3 separate regions of the Mus musculus genome follow, and all the other regions are linked to region 3. A link is a contact called in public HiChIP or PLAC-seq and promoter capture Hi-C data. All regions are on one chromosome and are shown on one strand. The core of a region is the stretch at or near the end of the contact, and the rest is flanking DNA. Distances in the headings are between cores, read along the strand shown.

Region 1 (4,224 bases), core at 749-3,248, 1.8 Mb before region 3:
CACAGTCAGGGTGTCTCAGCAGCATATGATATGGCCTCTGTCACTGAGAACAGCACCTGGCTTGAAGGGAGCTCAGGCCAATGTTGAAGGTAAAGACAACATTAAGGTCCAGGAAGCTGATGGGCAGACTGGGGTCTGTGATGTCAAAGGGATGAGAAGTGTCTGTGACAAGGTCACGGGATAATCATTTTCAAGGCACAATGAGGGGCTGAGCAAGTGGCTCAGTCAGCAAAGCTCTTACTGTGTGAGCAAGAGGACCTGAGTGCAGATCTCCCATGCAAAATACTTGAGCTCAGCAGCTCATGCCCGTGACCCCACTATAGGGGAGGCAGAGACTGGGGGAGCCCTAGTGCTCACTGGCCAGGCAGGGTATCCAAGTTGGTGAGCTCCAGGTTCAGTGAGAGATCCTGTCTCGATATATACGGAAGCAAGGAAGACACCTGATGTGGGCCTCTGGTGTCACAAAGCCCAACCAACAAATCGAAAGTGTGACAGCCAAGCCCAGTAGCACATGCCTTTAGTCCCAGCACTCAGGAGGCAGAGGCAGCGAGAGTTTTGAGTTCGAGGCCAGCCTGGTCTACAGAGTGAGTTCTAGGACAGCCAGGGCTACACAAAGAAACCCTTTTGGGGGCGGGGCAAGGCGGGGCGGGGCGCAGGGGAGCACATTTAAGTGTTGAAATGGCTAGGAATATACCAGATAATAAGAAATGTATAGATGCTTGAGTAACAACAGCCAGACTAAATGTCAGCAGAGCAAGGGAGAGTCGGACATGCAAAGAGTTTCTTCCCAGATGGTTCTGAGAAAGGAGAGAAGAGGCCAGGAATGCTAGCAAGATCTCAGGACAATGACAAAAGGCAGAAACCTCTGCAGGGCTGGAGGATCTGGGAGGAGGGCAGGTGGTACACTGTGCGCCCAGAGAGAGGTGGTGATCAATGCTATCTCAGCCCCTCATCTGTGAAGTGAGTGACAGCAGTTTCTCCCATCGCTGTGAGGACCACCCAGATGCTCGGCCAGTTATGTGGGGAGAGGGTGGTACTTACGGTATGCGTCTCCAGATGACTGAGCCAGGCCAATGAGGACACATTACAGGGAGGCAAAGGCTGGCCGGGTGAAAGGAGGCACTTTCTATGGAGCTGTCTTAAAATCATTGGGTAGGCAATGAGACACCCATCACTGGAGGCATCCAAGCCAAGCCCAGGTGAAATAAACATCAGAGATGTTTCTAACCCCATTTCTCTATACTCTACGACACAGTACGCGGCCTCATGGCCCGTTTCTGGCCCCTCCTCCCTCAGCTAAGTTCCAGAGAAAGGTCATTCCTAAAGGCGCTGGGCTGCGTTTTTGTTTTTTGTTTTTTTTGAAGTGGTGTCAGAATCTCTCCTGGGGAAGGCGTGGCAAAGTATGTCTTAGCCAAGCTCACAGCCCCTTTCTCACCCAGATTCTGGGGGTGGGGCTACACGCGGACATCTGACCATTCCCCCATGCTCTACCAGGAGAGCAGGGCAGCCAGTTGAGGGGGTGAGGAACAAGCTCAGATCCCCGCAGACAGACCTTGTGGTAAGCTGCCCTCTGACCTCAGGGTTCAGGCATCCACCAATCAAGAGGGGCACTTGTGGCTGATGCAGGTGGGGCCTTACTAAATATAGGGGTGGTGTTCACCACCTTTCCAAGTCCCTAGCCAGCTCAGGGGCACCCAGCTGCCATTCTTAATGTCATGACACCTCCCACTCCTCAGAGCATCTTGTCTTCCCACCCCCAGCCCCCCGCTGTCAGCACCTATTCTTGCTGGTAAGACGGACTTTTAAATCTGCATCAGGTCACGTGGCCTGGTCACACGTTCTCCCCCAACAGCCGGCACAAAAGACCCCCCCTCCCAGCGGAGAAGGGGCAGACACCGCAATCTTGTCCTAAGGTGGTCCAAGTGGGGTTTCAGGGGTCACTGACCCAGGTTAGGTGGAATTACCACTCCCCACCTCTGCCAGCAGCCCTGTCTGCCCTGTCTGGTTAACCAAGGGAGGCTGTTGCCATGGGAACAGCAGAGCTGTGGTGCTGTGACATCACCTCAGGGGTGAGGTCAGATACAGAGACAGGCCAGCCAGAGGACAAGTTTCCAGGTGAGAAAAGCAATCAGAGATTTGTCTCAAGTGGCAGGGACTGTGAGCTTTTTGAAAGCAGTCTGTTTGAAGAGGTGTTGATGAGCAATGTAGAAAGCCTCAGTTCACAGCCACAGCCTGGAGGAGTGCTCCCTCCCCTCAGACTGGCAGCATCACGACCTCCTCAGGCTGTGCTCTCCCACCCCAGCTGTCAGAACATTAAGAGGACAAACATACGTAAAGATCTCAAGGACAGGCGCTTCCCATCCCTCTTCGTGCAGAGACAGCAGCTGGCTGGACTCGGGCAGAGGGTATGGGCTACTTCCCAACAGCTCTGAGAAGCTGACTGAGGCAGGAGAAGAAAGAATCCTAGCTCCGGCTCCTCGTTCATTCTTAAACCTCCTTAGACCTCAAAGCTAGACATCCTTGACTGTGCTGGAGCATCCTCTAAAAGTAAGACCACTGAGGGTTTACTTTGGGGAAGGTGGCTTCGTAAAGAGTCAAGCTTAAAGTTCCTCCTATCGAGGAAAAGTAAAGGGCAGGGCAGGCCGAGCTGTGGAGAACGCAAGATGAGAGGAGCTGAACCTGGAACCAAAGGCTGTGGCCGGATGGAATGAGCCCCTGGAAAAGCCACTGCCCACTGACTTGGACCAGCATATGCGTTATCCCCACACGAGGAACTTTCTCCACGAAAGCCGCCTCTGTTTTTCCGGTCCCCTTTCTCACACTCTTGTGATGGTTTATTTTCTGTGTCAACTTGACTGAACCGGGGAATACTCAGCTGGTTAATGAACTAAGGGACACCCAGCGAGCTGGTAAATGTGGAGGTGTTTCTGCATGGGATTAACTTTGAATCATACTGCTTGGGCTACGGGTGTCCAAGCTTGGGGATCCAGACGATGTCGGGTGTGAATGAATATCTGTTGTCTCCAGCCATCTGGGCTCCTCCTGGTCCCTTGTCCTTTGCTCTCTAGAGACTATCCACCCCCACTCACAGATGAAATCACACCACTGCTTTCTGGTCTGCAGATACCAGTGTGGGCTCTTTCAAACTGTGGGAGCCCCATTCCCACTCCAAAGCCCGGGCCTTCTCTCTGTTGATTCTGTTTCTCTGGAGAACTCACAAACAGAGCCCTGGGGTTGATCTTTCTGTCTCTTTCATCTTCTTCTTCCTGGTCTTACATCAAACCTTCAGCAAGAGAAAAGTCCCTGGAGAGAGGCTTCTAGAATATGCTGGCACTTTTGCCAGGTGGCTCTTTCAGCCTGCCCCAGCAGGCTCAGTGCTCTCGGTTTCCATGATTGTTCTCACTGGGTCTGTTCTGGAATGAAGGTGATGCTGCCACCCCTGGCCCTGGCCTTCTTGGCTCTCCTGACACCTCCCTTGCTGTTCCCAGAGACCCCAAGCTCTATATTAATCCAACCAGCAAGCTGGAGAGGTGCTGGCTCAGTCTGAGAAAGTGCTTGCTGAGTTGGCATGAGGACCTAAGTTTGACCTTCAGCATCAAACTGGGGTGGGTTGGGGGTTTGGAGGCTCATGCTTGCAATCCCTGGGCTGAGACGGTTCAGACAAGAAGTGAATCTCATGGGAGTCACTGGACAGCCAACCCTGCCTAACCAATGAGCCCCCGGGTCTTACACACACACACACACACACACACACACAGAGAGAGAGAGAGAGAGAGAGAGAGAGAGAGACAGAGAGAGAGACAGAGAGAGAGACAGAGAGACAGAGAGAGACAGAGACAGAGAAGCTAGGAATAGTGGCAAGCTCTTGTAATCCCCACATTGGGTAGAGGGAGACTGGGGATTCCCCAGGGGACTCAATGGCCATCTAGACTAGCCTAGTGAGAGACACTGTCTCAAAAAAACAAGGTGTAGGACTCCTAGGGCATGGTACTATAGATTAATTGCTGGCACGTTAATATACATATGCACGTTGGCACACACATGTGCACTCATGCAAACACACATATAGAAAGTCATCCGCATTGTCACACTAGGTATCATAGTATGTGCCTGTAATCCCAGCACTTAGGAGATGAAGGCTGGAGAATCAAGGCCAGCCTGAGCTACATGAGATCCTGTCTCCAACAACAACAAAGCAAAACAAACAAACAAACAACCTAAATA
Region 2 (4,482 bases), core at 1,910-4,409, 1.0 Mb after region 3:
ATCTTGCCCAGCAGGTATGAGGCCCCAGGTTCAACCCTAAGTACTGGGTAAATAAAAGAACAAAAGGACAGGATGGTAATGAGGCCATTAAGCAAAAAGCAGAAGCCCAGGCCAGGCAGCTTCAAGAATTCTGAGAAGTCCAAGACTAAGGGAAGGGGGCATCCCCAAAAGGTACCACCTGACTTTCCCCAGGCTCAGATTCCTGTCTGCCATTGTTAGGTGTACAGTGAGGACCTGGGTGGTCAGAGGAAGCCCCAAACCCCTGAACTTCAAAATGTTCTCACAGGTCCCTGCCCTGTGGAACCAGCCCAGCCAAGGGACATACAGACTTGTTGTAACAACCCGGGGGGGGGGGGGGCGCTACTGTGCGCCAAGTGGGGTGTTTTATGCCCATCAGAAGGTTGAGGCAATTGGCTTTCTTTTGAGTTTGAGGCAAGCCTGCAACATAACAAAACACACTACATAGAACCTTAGTGAAAACTGTTGTGAGTAGCTTTTCTAGAAAAGTCCAGAGATGTTTACAAGCAAAATCAAGGGAAGGGCTGAGTCCAGGTAACTGAATGCCTCTGAGCTGGGGCAGGTGCTTCTGAACGGGAAGGGTCCTACTGTTCCATCTTACCTCCCAGTCTTCCAAGTTCTGTACAGCCACAAATAGGCAGCCTGTGACATAGAAGAGCTTCCAGCCCAGACTATCTGCAAGCAGACAGTATATCAGCTCATTAGCTCAGGAGCCAAGGTGATGTCCATAGGTGGTCCTTCCCAGCCCAACCTTTCTTTTGGCTCAGATTAGAGGCTTAGGTAATGTGCTTCTGTCACCGGAGCTACTTAAGCCCCAAACTCTGCCTAATTCCACCTAGAGGATGGGTAGATCGATACAGCCTTGCCATGGAGATGGGACACATCCTCCCTGCAAGGTGACAGGCAAATGCTAAAGAGCTTTACAAGAGGACTTTGTAACACAGTAAGAGATTTAAGATACAAGACATGGCCTGGGATCATCTCCCACACAAGGCCACCCCAAAGCCACACACACCAAGACTGCTTTTTGTTCATTTCCAAGTGCAAGGAAGCTGAAGGGGAGAACATACTTTACCTCCACTGTAATAGGCAGCAGCCAGGCCAGTGGATAATATTCCTGTAGAGAGAGGGAGAGAGTACCTTGTTAACTAGCCAAGGGAAGACCCATTTCTTCACAGTGCTATAGCTGTCTCATGGTAGCACAGCTTGTTCAGGGGCAACAGGTAGAGGCTACCTAGTACAGAGTTGGTGAGCCAGCTAAGATGTTTGTTTCAAAACGGAGGAGAAGGGGACTGGAAAAGAGGGCTTACTGATTAAGAGTATATACTACTTTTGCAGAGGACCCAGTTCAGTACTCAGCACCAGCACCCATGTCAGGCCATCGCAACCTCATGCAACTTCAGCTCCAAGAGAGCTAATGCTCTTCTGGATTCCACAGGCACCTATACGTACCTGCATAGAACCCCCATATAGATACACACATAGTTTAAAAATAAAATTAAATAAAAAGCAAGATATCCCATCATGGCATTCACCAGACTTGTCTGCAAACAAATGACAAACGCACAAATGACCCTGAGGTAGGTATTGCTTACATGGGATGAGGGATGAAGACTACTTACAGAATTATAACAACACCCGAGCATAACATGCAGAAAAGCATGTGTATATCATAAGGACAGACTGCAGAGATGCTGCTGAAGCCACAGCTAGTGCCTCACCTCAGACTGTACAGCCCAGCCAACACAAGTGCACCTGTCCCTGAGATACAAGAGCCTTCTGACAGGCAGCGATGGAGGAAGAGGCTAAGTGCGCTTATGAAGAGGTCTGAGCCAGGGAAGAGGAAAGATGGGAACCCATGATCACCTGTCACACAGAAGGAAAACTATAGTGACCTCATAAAAAGCAGATAGGCTGGGAGGGCATCTCAGTGTTAAAGAAGTGTGCCCAGCTTGCAAGGCAGGGAGGGTATCTCAGTGTTAGAGTGTGCCTAGCATGCAAGGGGGTCGGTCCTGCATGCCATCTGAAAGAAAAGGCACCCTGAGGGTTAATGAAACATGCTTTATCAAGGCCTTGTATTGAGAACCTCTAATAGAACACAAAGAAGCTGTTTACGTCGCTTTTTAGATTGGGGGTGGGGTGGGGGGTGGGAAGCCTTACCGACCAGCAGGGACCAAGACCGGATGCCTGGAGCCCTCTTCAGATGGAGGCGGGTGCTGGTGCGTGTCTCCACCTGCATATACATTCTTGGAACCTGGGCTCTACTGCACAGCCGACCAGGCTTGGAAAAACACAACTGAAGCCTGCAACCAGTGCACATAGGCAGCACCTCATTAGTCCAGTCAGGAGGCCAGGGGAAGGTCCACAGCAGACCCCGAACACCTTTCTCTTATGAGCCCACTTAACTCACAATTATGTATGGGCATCGGGGCTACACAGCTCACAAATTTGGTGTTGGTCTGAACTCACTTCCAAGCCCCCAGTCTTGTGAACCCTTTTCTTGACTGAACTCTTATCTTTAAGTTGTTCCATTAGTAAGCCCCCTCCCCCTCCCCCGCCCCGACACACACACACACAACTCAGGCTTCCGGCACCTTACCCGAATCTTCCAGAAACAACTCTTCCCACCAAGAACGGGAAGTGAAAGTACCATCGTGTATGAGTCTCTACATTCATAAGCTGTCAGATCCCTGTTATTGACGCCAGACTACCTAACAATGGCCCAAATGCGCCGAATTAATGGGACACTGCGGCAGGACGTCTGGAGATTAACACCCAAGGCCCCAGTTCTGAGTGGCTCCTTGGATTCCCAGGGGCAATCAAGCTTCATACCCTACATCCTCAAGAATCCTAGTTAGGCACATAACTTGCCTCCCTCTGGCTTCAGTTACCAACAAGCTCCACTAGCGGCCCGTTACGCTGGCTCCTCCTCCGGAGTGCACACGCCCGGCTTCCTCAATTTGCCTTGCGCCTGGTCCAGATCCGCAAGCGATGACCCGCACAGGGCTCGGCGGGTCGGAACCCGAAAAGTTGTAGGACACGCACCTATGCGGACAACGAGGGACTTGTAGGAGAATGAGTGGGAGAGAACAGCCCCTCGAACTTCCGGACTTCTGTTCCGCAGACTTCCGGGATAAGAGCTGGGTGGGAACCTCCCAGGGGTGGAGACTGAGTGATTACGCAGTCGGGGGTTGTGCCTTTGTGCTTCACACTCCTGGGGACAGGGACAGGTAGGGCACCTGAATTTAGCCCCTTGGCCAACCAAGAAAGATGTCACTCAAGGAGGTTTCCTAGTTAAGCAGGATATGGGCGTGGTTTAGAAGCCTGGGGAGTGAGTGGATCTGGATTGGGTTTTTTTGTTTGTTTGTTTTTGGGGGGTTTTTTGGGTTTTCCAGACAAGGTTTCTCTGTGTAGCTCTGGCTGGCCTGGAACTCAGAGGGATCTTCATGCTTCTGCCTCCCGAATGCTGGGATTAAAGGTGTGTGCCACCGCCTCCTGGCTAGATCTGTAATTTTCAGGAAATGATAAGAGGTCATATTCACCAGATGCCTAAGGTATAGCAAACATGATCTGACTACCCGAGGTCAATCTAACAAAAGATGCACAATAAATGAAAGTGGGGACATGGCCACTCCTAGGTATTGTTGACGAGTTTCTTATTGTAAATGTGAGGGAAAGCACATATGGAAGCGTCTGGTTGAACATGTCCAGCAGAATAGAGCCATGAGAGGAAAGAGAGAGGGGCAGAGTAAGAGATGAAGAGAGGCGAGATGGAGACAAAAGACCAAGAGGGCAGACAGCACGTAGTCACGATGTCAGATGTCAGCACGTAGTCACGATGTCTGGGTTTTATAGGCAAAGAGAAGTTGGAGGGAAGGGAAGGGAAGGGGAGGGGAGTTGAGGGGAGGGAAGGGAAGGGAAGGCAGGGGCTTGGGCAGGGTTAGAGAGGTCTAGGGTAGTGGGCAAGAGCTGAGGAGTCAGGACTCTGTAACAGGTACTTGCTGAGAGCATGGCCATCATCTACTTTGATGGTCAATAGGCACCTCAGTTAGCCATTTGTCCCCGGTTTCTTTCAGACCTAACACACAATAACTAGTGACGTAAAACCTGGATCACATGTTCCTATTTTGTAGTTTGCCTCCAACATACCTACGATGATCTGTGGGTGCTAGGACGGCATGCTGGAGCAGAGATTTCCATTACTTTACCGTTCTCTTTAGATCTACTTGTTATGGGATTCCTAATTTTATAATGACTTTATAAAAGTACACAGCATGACCCTTGAAGTTTTGTCAATTTATAGTTACAGTATATACTGAGAAAACTGGATGAGGCAGTCTCTCTCTAATATTTACTTATTTATTTTATGTATAGGAATACACTGTAGCTGTCTTCAGACACACCAGAAGAGGGCATCAGATCCCATTGCAAATGGTTGTGAGCCACCATGTGGTTGCTGGGAAT
Region 3 (4,041 bases), core at 160-2,659:
TTTAAGGGGTGGGAAGGATGGGACAAAAGAAAAACAACCCACCTTACTTTGCAATCTTCCTCAAAGAGACTGGGAGTACTTTTCATTCCATAGGGGTTTCTACCCCACCAGCCAGAGCCCCGTTTCTTCTTCTGAAATGGTCTTCTCACAAAGCCACCCTTAGCCGACACCGTGTAAAATCCCACTATCGGGTAAGCCAGTGGGGACGCTTCTGGCTCAGCTGCAGCTAACTTGGGAGAAAAGAAAGTGAATTCTTCAAGAACTTTAAAATAAAAGCGGCCCTTTCCCGGCAACTCGCGTCTAGCTTCGCCTTTGTTTTAAACACACATATAAAACCCTTGTCCTTCCTCGGAACGGGGGGCGGGGAGAACTGAGGGTCCACATTCAGAAGCGCTTTCCCCTTAAAAAATATTCTCGGAGGAGCTCTTTTGTTTGAAGTGGGTATGGGGGAGGGGACGGGGCCCGCTCCAGTTCAGCTACCAGGCTCTTAACAAACCACCACCAACAAAAAACCACAACTCTGAGGGTATCTCCTAACCCCGCAAATCTGGGGTTCCCGGATCCAGGAGGGATTCGTTCCTAGACACCCGGCGCGCAGCAGAAGCCAAGACCAGGTTTCCCTAAAGTAAACATCCCGGTTCAGAAAACGAGAATTCTAGGTTTCCGGGTTGGGGGATAACTGTATGAACCACTTCGAAACAGAGCCATCTTGCTGTAGTACCCATGGAGTCCTGGATGAATTTCGTGGGCCTCTGAAGAAAGTGACGCGCATTTCCACAGGAACTGGCTCCAAGCCCGTCTTACGGGTGGTGGAGAGCCCAGTAGGGATTCCAGAATACAGCTCAGGAGGCTACCCCGAGTTCGGCTACCGTCCCAGGACCCCTCAGAAAGACACGTTTGGTGCGAAAATCTCCTACACACCAGCTGGGTTTTTATTCCTTCCCTCCCCAGAGTGTGCTCTGGGCGCGCGGGAAACAAGGAAAAAGCACGTACCTGGCGGCGCTCTGAGGGCAGCCTCACCGGCCCTCCGTAGGCAAGGGAGCTCCCAGAAGCTACTCCCTATCCGGCTGGTCGACCCTAGGCCTGTCCCTCCATCCCTCCCTCCCTACCCGGCTGGTCGACCTCCGCCGAGCTAATTCTCCAGGAGGCAGGAGCGGGATACCCGGCCCGCCTTTCTGGAAATGGGATCCGTTTTTTAGCGCCAGGGCCCGCGCCAACGTCCAGGCCACCGTCGGCGCGCAGGGTTTCCCTAGTCCTTTGGATCAGCAGAGAGTGGGGCGGCCTGGACGCTGGGCTGCGGCTCGCGCACCAGCTCCCTGTTCCCGCGCGCCCTTCTGCATCCAGGCTCCGGCGTGTCCACGTTCCCAATCGCGAAAAGGGGACGAACTCTGAGCCCTCCGGGAAGAGAAGGCTGCAGCCGCAGTCCAGGAAAGAGCCCTAGGGCGGGAGGGGTGCAGGGCGGAGGGGCGGGAGAGCTACCAGCGCCCCACGGCCGCGGCCCTCGTGGGGGTGGGGAGGGCGCCCAGCCCCACCCACGTGGAGGCCCCCGCCCCGCCTCCATGAGGGCAGCGTCCCCGCCTGCCCCAGCGCCTCCGCCTAGCCCCGCCCCATCGCCTCCCGCAGCGGCCGCTCCCTTTGTCTGGGCAGCCGGTGCAAACCAATGGCATCGCGTGGGCGGTGCTCAGGTTGGCCAATAGATGATCCAGGAGGTGTGGCCGAAGAGGAGGGTCTATTTCCCCGAGAAGATACGGTAAACTGGTAAGCTTTTCAGGATCTGGGCTCTGAGGCCGAGAGTGTCTGCAGCTTCGAGCTGGCTCCGCCGTGGAATTACAAATTTTGGATTCCTTTCCACTATCTGGAAAGATGCCCCCAAATCCGGAAGGAAGTGTAAGGGAATCATATCTGGACTCTAGGGAGAGGAAGCCCCAGGGGATTTGATTTTAGAATGGCCCCTTGCACCCGGGACACGCAGTGCCTTGAACTTTGAAATTCAGGGTGTGCAACATCCCCAGAAGTCAGGAAGGTTCTCTGAGATCGAGTGGTAATAATGTGATGTTCAGCTTTCAAGGCGTCTCTGAGTTCAGGGGCAGAGGTGCATAGGCCCTCTCAGGAAGGACTACAGGATTGGGGGCCACTGCCCCAGGACCACCTTAGTGGGCAGCGACTCATTTGCTTTCTGAGCGGAGAAATATCGAGTGCTGAAAAATATTCAGGCTAAAGTGGACCACGGCCAGAGAGCTGTTGCTGGCTTGCCCCAGACAGACAGGGAAAGATACATCTCAAGTGTGCCCCAAGCCACGCCAGGGCAGCAAGTGCAGGAGACAAACAAGAGCCAAGCCATACCTACAGGAGCAGGCAGGTGTCTCCTCTTGAGTTCACCGCCTTGTCCTGGTCTCAGACCTGGAGGTGTTTCCCAACCTTTTCTCCCTTTCTGCATCTTGGCTCCAAGTGAAATCCGCAAACCAAGAAGAAAAGGAAAACAACCACCTGATGTAGGGGCTGTAATCTGGTGCCGCCGATGGTAAAATGAGCCCCGGAGGTAAATGAGGTACATTACAACCCTGGATTTGCAGGGCTCCACCTGAGCGCTATCAATCCCAGCATCTCCCAGGAGGTTGTCACAGAAGCTAACATCTAATTCCCTGTTGCTGAAGGCAGTACTCAGCCACCTTTATGGCTCTGTTTTGAAATTCCTCTTTTCAGAAGTCCAGGGATCCTGAGAGGGCCTGTAGCTAACTGAAGGGCAAGTTGCAGCACTCAGGATCTAGGACTTGTCCGGCTATGGTTGCAAACCACAGACGTGGTGATCAAATCGACCTTGAAGTTCAGCTCCCAGGGATTAAGCACCCCAGGGTGGACACAAACTGATTTTTTTTTTTTAGACCAAGAGGGATTGAATCAAGATAGTGGTCAAGATAATTCCTAATAGCCTCTCTTCCCACCCTCAAGCCCTAGAAATGATAGAAAAGTTTTAAAATCCATTACAACTAGAGAACAAGAAGAGTGCCTGGGAGACAAGTCAGGGCACTGCTCCTGCAAGAGGGAGCATGGGAGGGAAACTGCTGGCCGGCAGGAGGGCTCCAAGGAGAGCCTCTCAGAGGAAACTGTGGAATTCTGGGATCTCTGTCAGGGTGATGGGTGGGAGTCTGTGGAGACAATCTCTTCCTGGGCTGTGCTCAGTGGACTGAAACTAAGCAGATGCCCTGGAGAGTCATATGTGAAGGAGTTCTCTTGGCCTTAGAGCCTCCACTGAGGTTCTCAGCAGCACAGGAGGCCCAGTGCATAGAGACTGGACTACTGGATGGGAACACTGATGGGAGCACTGAACAGTACAGAGCAGCACAAGTTAGAACCACTGGCCCTGGCTGCAGAATTGGCTCGGTGATTAAGAGCACTTGTCTAGCACTTGCAGAGGACCTGGGTTTGAGTCTCAGTAGTTACATTGTATAGGAGTACACCATTGCTCTCTTCAGACACACCAGAAGAGGGCATCAGACCCCATTGCTGGGAATTGAACTCAGGACCTCTGGCAGAGCAGTCAGTGCTCATAAAGACTCAGTAGCTACATTGTGATTCACAACTGTCTGTAACTCCAGTCCCAGGAGAATCTGGTGTCCTCTTCTGACCTCTGCAGAAGTTGAAGGACCCTGGCCATTCTTTTCACAAGAAATCTTGGGCTTGGCTTGTGCTGTCTATTCCCAGAGAATGTGTGTTCAGGCAATTAAACTTAGTTAATTTAGTTTAAATTTATCTTAAGTATCTGAGCCTAGTTCTTGATTTCATATCTACTTCTTTTTTGTTTTTGTTTTGTTTTGTTTTCCGAGACAGGGTTTCTCTGTGTACCCCTGGCTGACCTAGAACTCACTCTGTAAACCAGGCTGGCCTCGAGCTCAGAAATCCGCCTGCCTCTGCCTCCTGAGCGCAGGGATTAACGGCTCATGTCTACTTCTTTACTACAAGTGTAAGGAGCCCTGCCCGTCCTCCTGACTTTGGGTTTGGCAATATGGCTCCCTCTGGCACATGGGATTGTTACCAGATGTG

What was found. Promoter capture Hi-C pulls out the DNA fragments that hold promoters and counts their contacts. HiChIP or PLAC-seq counts read pairs in DNA pulled down with a chosen protein or histone mark.
Region 1: a contact with region 3 is called in an HNF4G HiChIP or PLAC-seq map of pancreatic cancer cells. The contact joins the promoter of Cep295nl here to the promoter of 2810410L24Rik in region 3. A contact is called at or near these places in 2 of 115 datasets of contacts at active chromatin or transcription factors (embryonic stem cells and pancreatic cancer cells).
Region 2: a contact with region 3 is called in a promoter capture Hi-C map of pre-B cells, with 2.5 times the contacts expected there. The contact joins the promoter of Cybc1 here to the promoter of 2810410L24Rik in region 3. A contact is called at or near these places in 2 of 39 promoter capture datasets (the C10 cell line and pre-B cells).

The regions. Positions count from the first base shown.
Region 1 is chr11:118,340,536-118,344,759 of GRCm38.p6, forward strand. Cep295nl (CEP295 N-terminal like) reads right to left here and starts at 1,999. Exons shown (of 3, transcript NM_021440.2): 1 at 1,778-1,999; 2 at 1,042-1,138. The region is part of intron 1 of Timp2 (tissue inhibitor of metalloproteinase 2); the gene reads right to left.
Region 2 is chr11:121,226,150-121,230,631 of GRCm38.p6, forward strand. Cybc1 (cytochrome b 245 chaperone 1) reads right to left here and starts at 3,160. Exons shown (of 7, transcript NM_144832.2): 1 at 2,890-3,160; 2 at 2,179-2,321; 3 at 1,094-1,135; 4 at 620-693. The coding sequence starts at 2,263.
Region 3 is chr11:120,188,447-120,192,487 of GRCm38.p6, forward strand. 2810410L24Rik (RIKEN cDNA 2810410L24 gene) reads right to left here and starts at 1,410. Exons shown (of 3, transcript NR_030682.1): 1 at 994-1,410; 2 at 43-230. It also overlaps Gm9734.